Linked DNA regions of Mus musculus: region 1 is linked to region 2. A link is a contact called in public HiChIP or PLAC-seq data. All regions are on one chromosome and are shown on one strand. Each heading gives the region's core, a stretch centred on a gene start, on an enhancer-like site or on the middle of the called end of the contact. The rest is flanking DNA. Distances are from core to core; before and after follow the strand shown.

Region 1 (3,057 bases), core at 484-2,983, 380 kb before region 2:
CCTCAGATGCAGCCTACAGGCACCACCACAAGTTCCATCACTTGGTGCCCATTCCTGCTGTCCACCTGCCCCTCTCTGGCTTTGCCCAGCACAGCCTGAACCCCAGGCTTTCCCTGGTTCCTTGTACAAGCGGTCCTAGTGATGCAATCTAGAGTCTAGGCTGATGAGAGGCAGCCCCGACTGAGAATAAAATAAGGAAACAATTTAAATCGACAACATCTGCCAGTGCTTTCCCGGAGAGAACTGCACAGCTGCCTGGGGAGGGGCCCACCCCAGGGACCAGCCAAGGCATCCATCCAGGGGCTGCAGGCCAGGAGGGCCAACGTGGCAGCCCAACAGTGTTTGACTCCTGCCAGAAGTTGAGGGCCACGTGCAGGGGAAGCAGTTCCCTACAGTTCTGGCACATCCCTCCTCTGTGGTGAGGCAGCAAGAAGTTCCTAGAAGCCAAGCCACTTGGTGCCCAACACTGGAGAGTTTTGAGGCGCTCCTTCGGCCCCATGCTGCCTTCTTTGCTCCTCTGTTATCAAGAACCCTAAAAATGGCTCAGGGGTAGACAGAAAAGCTGGGAGTACAAGCTGACGTTGGCAAGTGACGCCATCAAGCACAATGTGAGCAAATGCAGCTTTAGGAAGTGCACCACGGAGAAGGGGTGAGATGATCGACGGGCACTCAAGCTGGCTGGCTTAGGAGCATCAGGTTAAGACCCACCTGGGTTTGAATCCTGGTGCCCTTCAGTCATGTAATCTGGAGACTGACCTTCAAGAAACCCAAGACAGGTAGGTGTTGGCATTCTTTGTTTGCAGTCACTGGCACGTAGCTGTCCTTCTGCTTCGTGGCCAGGATATACAGACAGCTCATGTTACTACCCAGGCAGATGCCTGTAAACCGGAGTCTGAAATGTGCCAGGAATCACTAGCTTTTTTCTTTTTTGTTGATGCTACGGTTGAAACCCAGAGCCGTGTGTGTATACTAGGCAAACGCTCTACCACTGGGCCGCACCCTCAGGCCTAGTTCCTGGATCTTGCTCTAAAGTGAAGGGATCTATAGTAAGTTGCTGGCTTTGAACCAAATGCAGGTCCAGCCCCATGTACAAAAGTGTCTCGTGGCTTCTGTCTCCTGGATGTCCTCCTAAGTGCCAAGTGCTCTTCATACACTCGCTTCATACTTATACTTCACAGATCAGGACACTGATTCTCAAGGGAGTCCAGGGACTTAAGGGAGTCCAGGGGTTGAGGGGTAGTCTGTACCCCTAGACATAATTTTGCATTCCCAGCATCCCTGGGAAATCTGCCGACATAGGAGAACCATTCTCAGGTCTCAATGACAGCATGGCTCTCTGTCCTGCCAGAACCCTAGGCCCTGTGATCTCATCCTTTTCCATGAGTATTCCACACAAGGGAAGAGATGGTATCACACCTGCTTCATGCCAAGGGAGAGATGGTCACAGAATCCATAGCCCATCACTCCCATGTCACAGGCTAGGAACACAAGGCACAAGAATTTACCTGTCCAAGGTCAGTGATCTGAACCCATGCCCAACACTACATTTTTCCATGTTAGGGCTGGAAAACAGAGGCCCTAGGAATTCAAAGGAAGAAGGCACAACAGATGTTACACTGGGATGTGGTACCAATGTCAATTCCTAAGACCTAGACTATTATAATGCTGAGGTGTTGAGTCGGATCTGCTCAGGGGACTTCCCCTTCCTAAACCCAGCAGACTCACTTGAGTGGCACGGGGAGGCAAAGATGGGTCCAAGCAAGCCTCTGCCACCCATGAACTCTAGCGCCCTTTGGGTCTCAGTCACTTTCTTTCTCATGGAATTGCTAGTGCCCAAACTAAACACGATAGGCACCTCTGTGGAACTGTGGACATGGCCTAGCCATGCACTAGTACCTGCAGAGAGGGGCCTCAGAGGCAGGTGGTCCTGGAAGCCTGCAAAAAGTACTGACCCAGCCCTCTTCCTTGCTCTGGACCTTGGATCTGGCCATTTCCCCAGTCCTGAAACTCAGCTGTCATGTTCAGAGGTGTGGCAGGTGGCCAGGAATGTGTGACCAGTGACTCAAGCCCGGGTGGTATTTGATTCACCCAAAGAGGAAGGAGTGAGAGGAAGGAGAGATTCCTGTCCCTGGGGCCTGGTTCCTGAAATTACTTAGACTCCAGTCAAGGGGATACCTTCACCCAGGCCCATCCTAAGGGCGCTCCCTAACTGTGCGGGCAGGACTGGGTCTATAGGTGTAGTTGGAACCAAGCAAGGCCCTTGTCTCCCAGAGCCAAGTAGAGGCAGGGCGTCTGTACACTAACAGTTGGTCTCCTATCTTCAAATATGGTGCTGAAGATCTAACAACTGAATGAGAGATCTCTGTAGTCTATTTCCCTAAAGTCAAGCCTTCTCACAGGGGCACCACTTCCCAGTAGGGGATTCCCAGATGTGCCTGCAGCTTGTTCTCTACAGTTTGTAGAGTCAGGGACCATCATCACTACTGTACCTGCTAACCCGGTGTTCCTGCTGCACATCGGATTCCCCATGGCCCTTTGAACTTAAGGCGACAAGATAATCAGGAGTTGTTTAGCCAGAGTCACCTCTCTTCACAGCCTGGCACTGACTCAGACCTGTTTGTCCAGCTGTGCTCAGCAGCTACCGAAGATTCCGATCACAGGACAGAAGGCCCAGGGTCAGACACCACCATGAGGCCCTGACTCACAGGGCTCCACCTCCTCCATAGACACCTGAGACTGCAGACTCAAGACCACTCCTGGGCCAATCATTGCCACTGCCACTAACTTCAAGCAAGCCACTGAGCACTTACTAGGAGTCAGGCTGAGTGGCCCTGTCCAGACACAGGCCCCACACAAGGATAATCCCATCCTCCTTGAACCACACAGGCTTTCAACTCCACTCAAATGCTATTGTGTATCTTGCCTTGGGCCTTTTTTGTTCAACAGTGTCATGGGATGGGCCTGCGATAATGGCTGCTACAGAGAATGCCCTCTGCAACCCAAAGCCCCAAACAGTCCACCCTACTGCTGCCCAAACAGAAAGGCTGCCTGGCCTAC
Region 2 (3,098 bases), core at 343-2,842:
GTACTATAATTCTCAGAAAATTCTCTTGAGCTCGGCAGTCCACTGTGGGCACACTTTAATCACCACCACACTGTCCCAGTTCCAAGGCTCCCACGTCAGGAACACAGGGACAATCAGCTGCTCGGTTTTCTTTCTATAACATCTGTTTTCTTTTTGCACTCGTGATATAGCTTTAATGTTCGTGTGTGTGTGTGTGTGTGTGTGTGTGTGTGTGTGTGTGTGGTGTCCCCAGTACTCACATGAGAGAGCCAAGCATGGCTGGACAAGCCTGCAGTCTCAGCACTAGGAAACTCACCAACCAGCCAACCTGCCCAAAAAGCCCACCTCAGGCTGGGAGACCCTAACTCAGGGCACTAAGGTAGAGCGTGAGAGAAAATGGACACAATATGCTCCCGGCTTTTCACCCCATATACAGCAGATACTCACACGATTACATGCATGCATCGTACAAACAGGTCGCACACAGGCACGCAACTCTCAGATTCATGGGCCATCTCCCATCTCCAGCAAGGCCACCTGGTCGCTCGGAAACACCCGCCATGATGTGACTTGCCTGCCTCCGGGTTTTGCTCTCTATTCTACTACAGGTTTAGGTTCCCAGTTCAAGAGGTCAATGAGGGGTGGTATACAGCTCAGGAGTAGAAAGCTTGCCTAGAACAAACAAAACCCCAAGTATCATCCCAGCACAGCAACAACAACAACTTGTTTTTTAAAAAAAAATTATGGGGTGGGAATAATGGGTCATGTCGTCAATCCCTGCATTTGGCAGATCTGAGTTCAAGACCAACCTGTCTACAGAGAATTGAAGGTTAGCTAGGGCTGCATAGTGAACATGTATCTAAAAAATAAGTGAAGAAAATAAGGGCAGTGATGGCACACACCTTTAGTCCCAGCACTTGGGAGGCAAAACAGGCAGAACTCTGTGAGTTCAAGGCCAGCCTGGTCTACAGAGTGAGTTCCAAGACAGCCAAGGCTACAGAGAAAACCTGTCTCAAAAAACAAATCACCAAACCCGAACTCACAGAGGCTAAGACTGAATGGACAATCAGGGAGCCTGCATGGATCTAACCTAGACCATCTGTATATGCTAACGTCGTGTAGCTTGGTGTTTTTGTGCGGCACCTAACAGAGAACACGGGCTGTTTCTGACATGTTTGCCTGCTTGTGCCTAATCTTTGCAACTTGCTATGCCATGTTTGGTTGACAACCTGGGAGGCCTGCCCTTTTCTCAAAGGAGGCGTGGATGGGGAGGAGGAGGTGGGGGGACGGAGGAGGTTAGGAACAGAGAGAGGGTGGGGAAACTGTGGTCTGGATATAATATATGAAAGGATAAATTAATTTTTAAAAAAAGAAAGAAAAATTTAAAAAGAGTAATTTAAAAAAGAGGAAAAAGAAAAATACCATCCACGAAGCTCACACAGCATTGTACCCCAGTTCTAAATAGATTTGCTATTTGTGTAGATGTGTATAAGGGAAATTTTAAAAAGGAACTAGAGAGACAGACAAGCAGAGGAACACTTGGGGCCGCCATCCCGCCACCTGCAGCTGTCCCTGAGCCCTGCAGCTGTGACTGTTTACACCCCAGGCCTCTCTGTGGATGACGTCACCCACAGCAAGCTGGGATCTGGGCAAACAGGAATGCGGTTGTGGGCCTCAGGCAGGAAGCAACTTTCTCATCGAGGGAGAAAGCAGTCCTGTCTACCACTGAGTCCCTGCTGCCTCGGCTCAACCCAACTCAGCACAGAAAGGCAGACCCAGGAGTGATGTTACCCCAGTAACCACCCGATCCTCTGGGAATTCTATGCCACAAAGATGAAGTGGGGACAAACTCCGTGCAAAGGCTTCTGTGTCAAAACACAGAGGAGCCAGGGAGTGGAGATGGGACAGGTGGCTACTTCACAGCCACCGCCAGGTGACAATGCCAACCCCCAGATGAACGCAGAGCCTGTGCTACAGAAAGCTTCAACTGCTATACCAGGCTGGGCTCAGGGGGGTGGGCAGGCATTGTGAGAAGACTGCGACCAGCGGCTTCCTCCTGAGACTCTGTGCTCAGCGGCAGACCTCTCAATCAGAACCATGAACAGAAGGGCAGTGCCGCCGAGGCTGGCTCACAAAATACTCCAGTTGCTGTGTCACGCACACATGTGCACTCATCTCAAATGGCCACTAGTCCCATCGGCTGGACTCAGAGCAACACCACCCAGACATCCAGCGGTGTCCTGCTGAAGGACCACCTACTCTTCTAGAACTCTTCCAGAAGACGAGAGAGAACCCGAAATCCAGCGGCAATTTTGGTGGCAGCAGACTGACATGCCACAAGATGAGGGCTGTTACTCAGAAGGAACACACCCTGGGATGCCAGGAAGTAGCGGCTGCCTCAGAATCAGAAAGGCCCAGGAATGAGCCTGTCAGACTCCCTACAGAGTACCCTGGCTAAGAGAGGTCAAAGGGCACGGGGACAGTAAAGGGTACAAAGTAAAAAAAGGAAGCTAAGCAAGAGAAACCAGGAGGGGGCTACCACACCCTGCGTCCTCTCCCCACATCTTAGCCAAGCAGAAGTATGCTCTAGCAGCACACACACACACACACACACACACACACACTTATTCAACCTCTCCCCCTGCCTCACATTAAATCAAGAGTGGAAGAAATCATAAAATTAAAAACCCAAGAAAAATTCCTGGAGTTGAGAAACCAGAGACTAATCCAAGACACAGAAAGATCACACAATGACACCGGGAGAACAGGTGACATCGGGCGTGTTTTCTCTGAGTCTGCCTCAGCCCCAGAAGAGCCCCCTTAGAATGAAAGGAAGCAACGACTCCCAACCCTCGACAGTTTCCGGTGAGAGTCACCATGGAGACCAGCCTCTGGGCGTGTCCGAGGGAATTTCTAGATTAGGGTGGCAGCATCCCAAGGGCTGGGGTCCTGGACTGAAGAACTGAATAGCAGAATTCATCTCATGCTTTTTCCTGGCTACAATGCACCGTGACTTCACACTCTTACCACCATGACTGCCTCGTTGTAACACATCACACCCTTCAACTGGGAGCTTTGATTGCAGCACAGGGAGGTCGCTAATGCAGACCTAACAGCCA

Evidence for each region. HiChIP or PLAC-seq counts read pairs in DNA pulled down with a chosen protein or histone mark.
Region 1: a contact with region 2 is called in an HNF4G HiChIP or PLAC-seq map of pancreatic cancer cells. The contact joins two enhancer-like sites. A contact is called at or near these places in 2 of 115 datasets of contacts at active chromatin or transcription factors (bone marrow-derived macrophages and pancreatic cancer cells).

Annotation. Positions count from the first base shown.
Region 1 is chr2:32,547,172-32,550,228 of GRCm38.p6, reverse strand. The region is part of intron 1 of Fam102a (family with sequence similarity 102, member A); the gene reads right to left. Among named protein-coding and RNA genes, the nearest start is that of Fam102a, 13 kb to the right of the region's middle. Within about 2 kb of position 1,733, at least 103 of the 459 cell types and tissues checked have an H3K27ac peak or open chromatin away from gene starts, as enhancers often do. A contact at or near this core is called in bone marrow-derived macrophages and pancreatic cancer cells, where this site is marked.
Region 2 is chr2:32,166,540-32,169,637 of GRCm38.p6, reverse strand. All of the region lies in intron 1 of Prrc2b (proline-rich coiled-coil 2B), which reads right to left. Among named protein-coding and RNA genes, the nearest start is that of Prrc2b, 17 kb to the right of the region's middle. Within about 2 kb of position 1,592, at least 324 of the 459 cell types and tissues checked have an H3K27ac peak or open chromatin away from gene starts, as enhancers often do. A contact at or near this core is called in bone marrow-derived macrophages and pancreatic cancer cells, where this site is marked.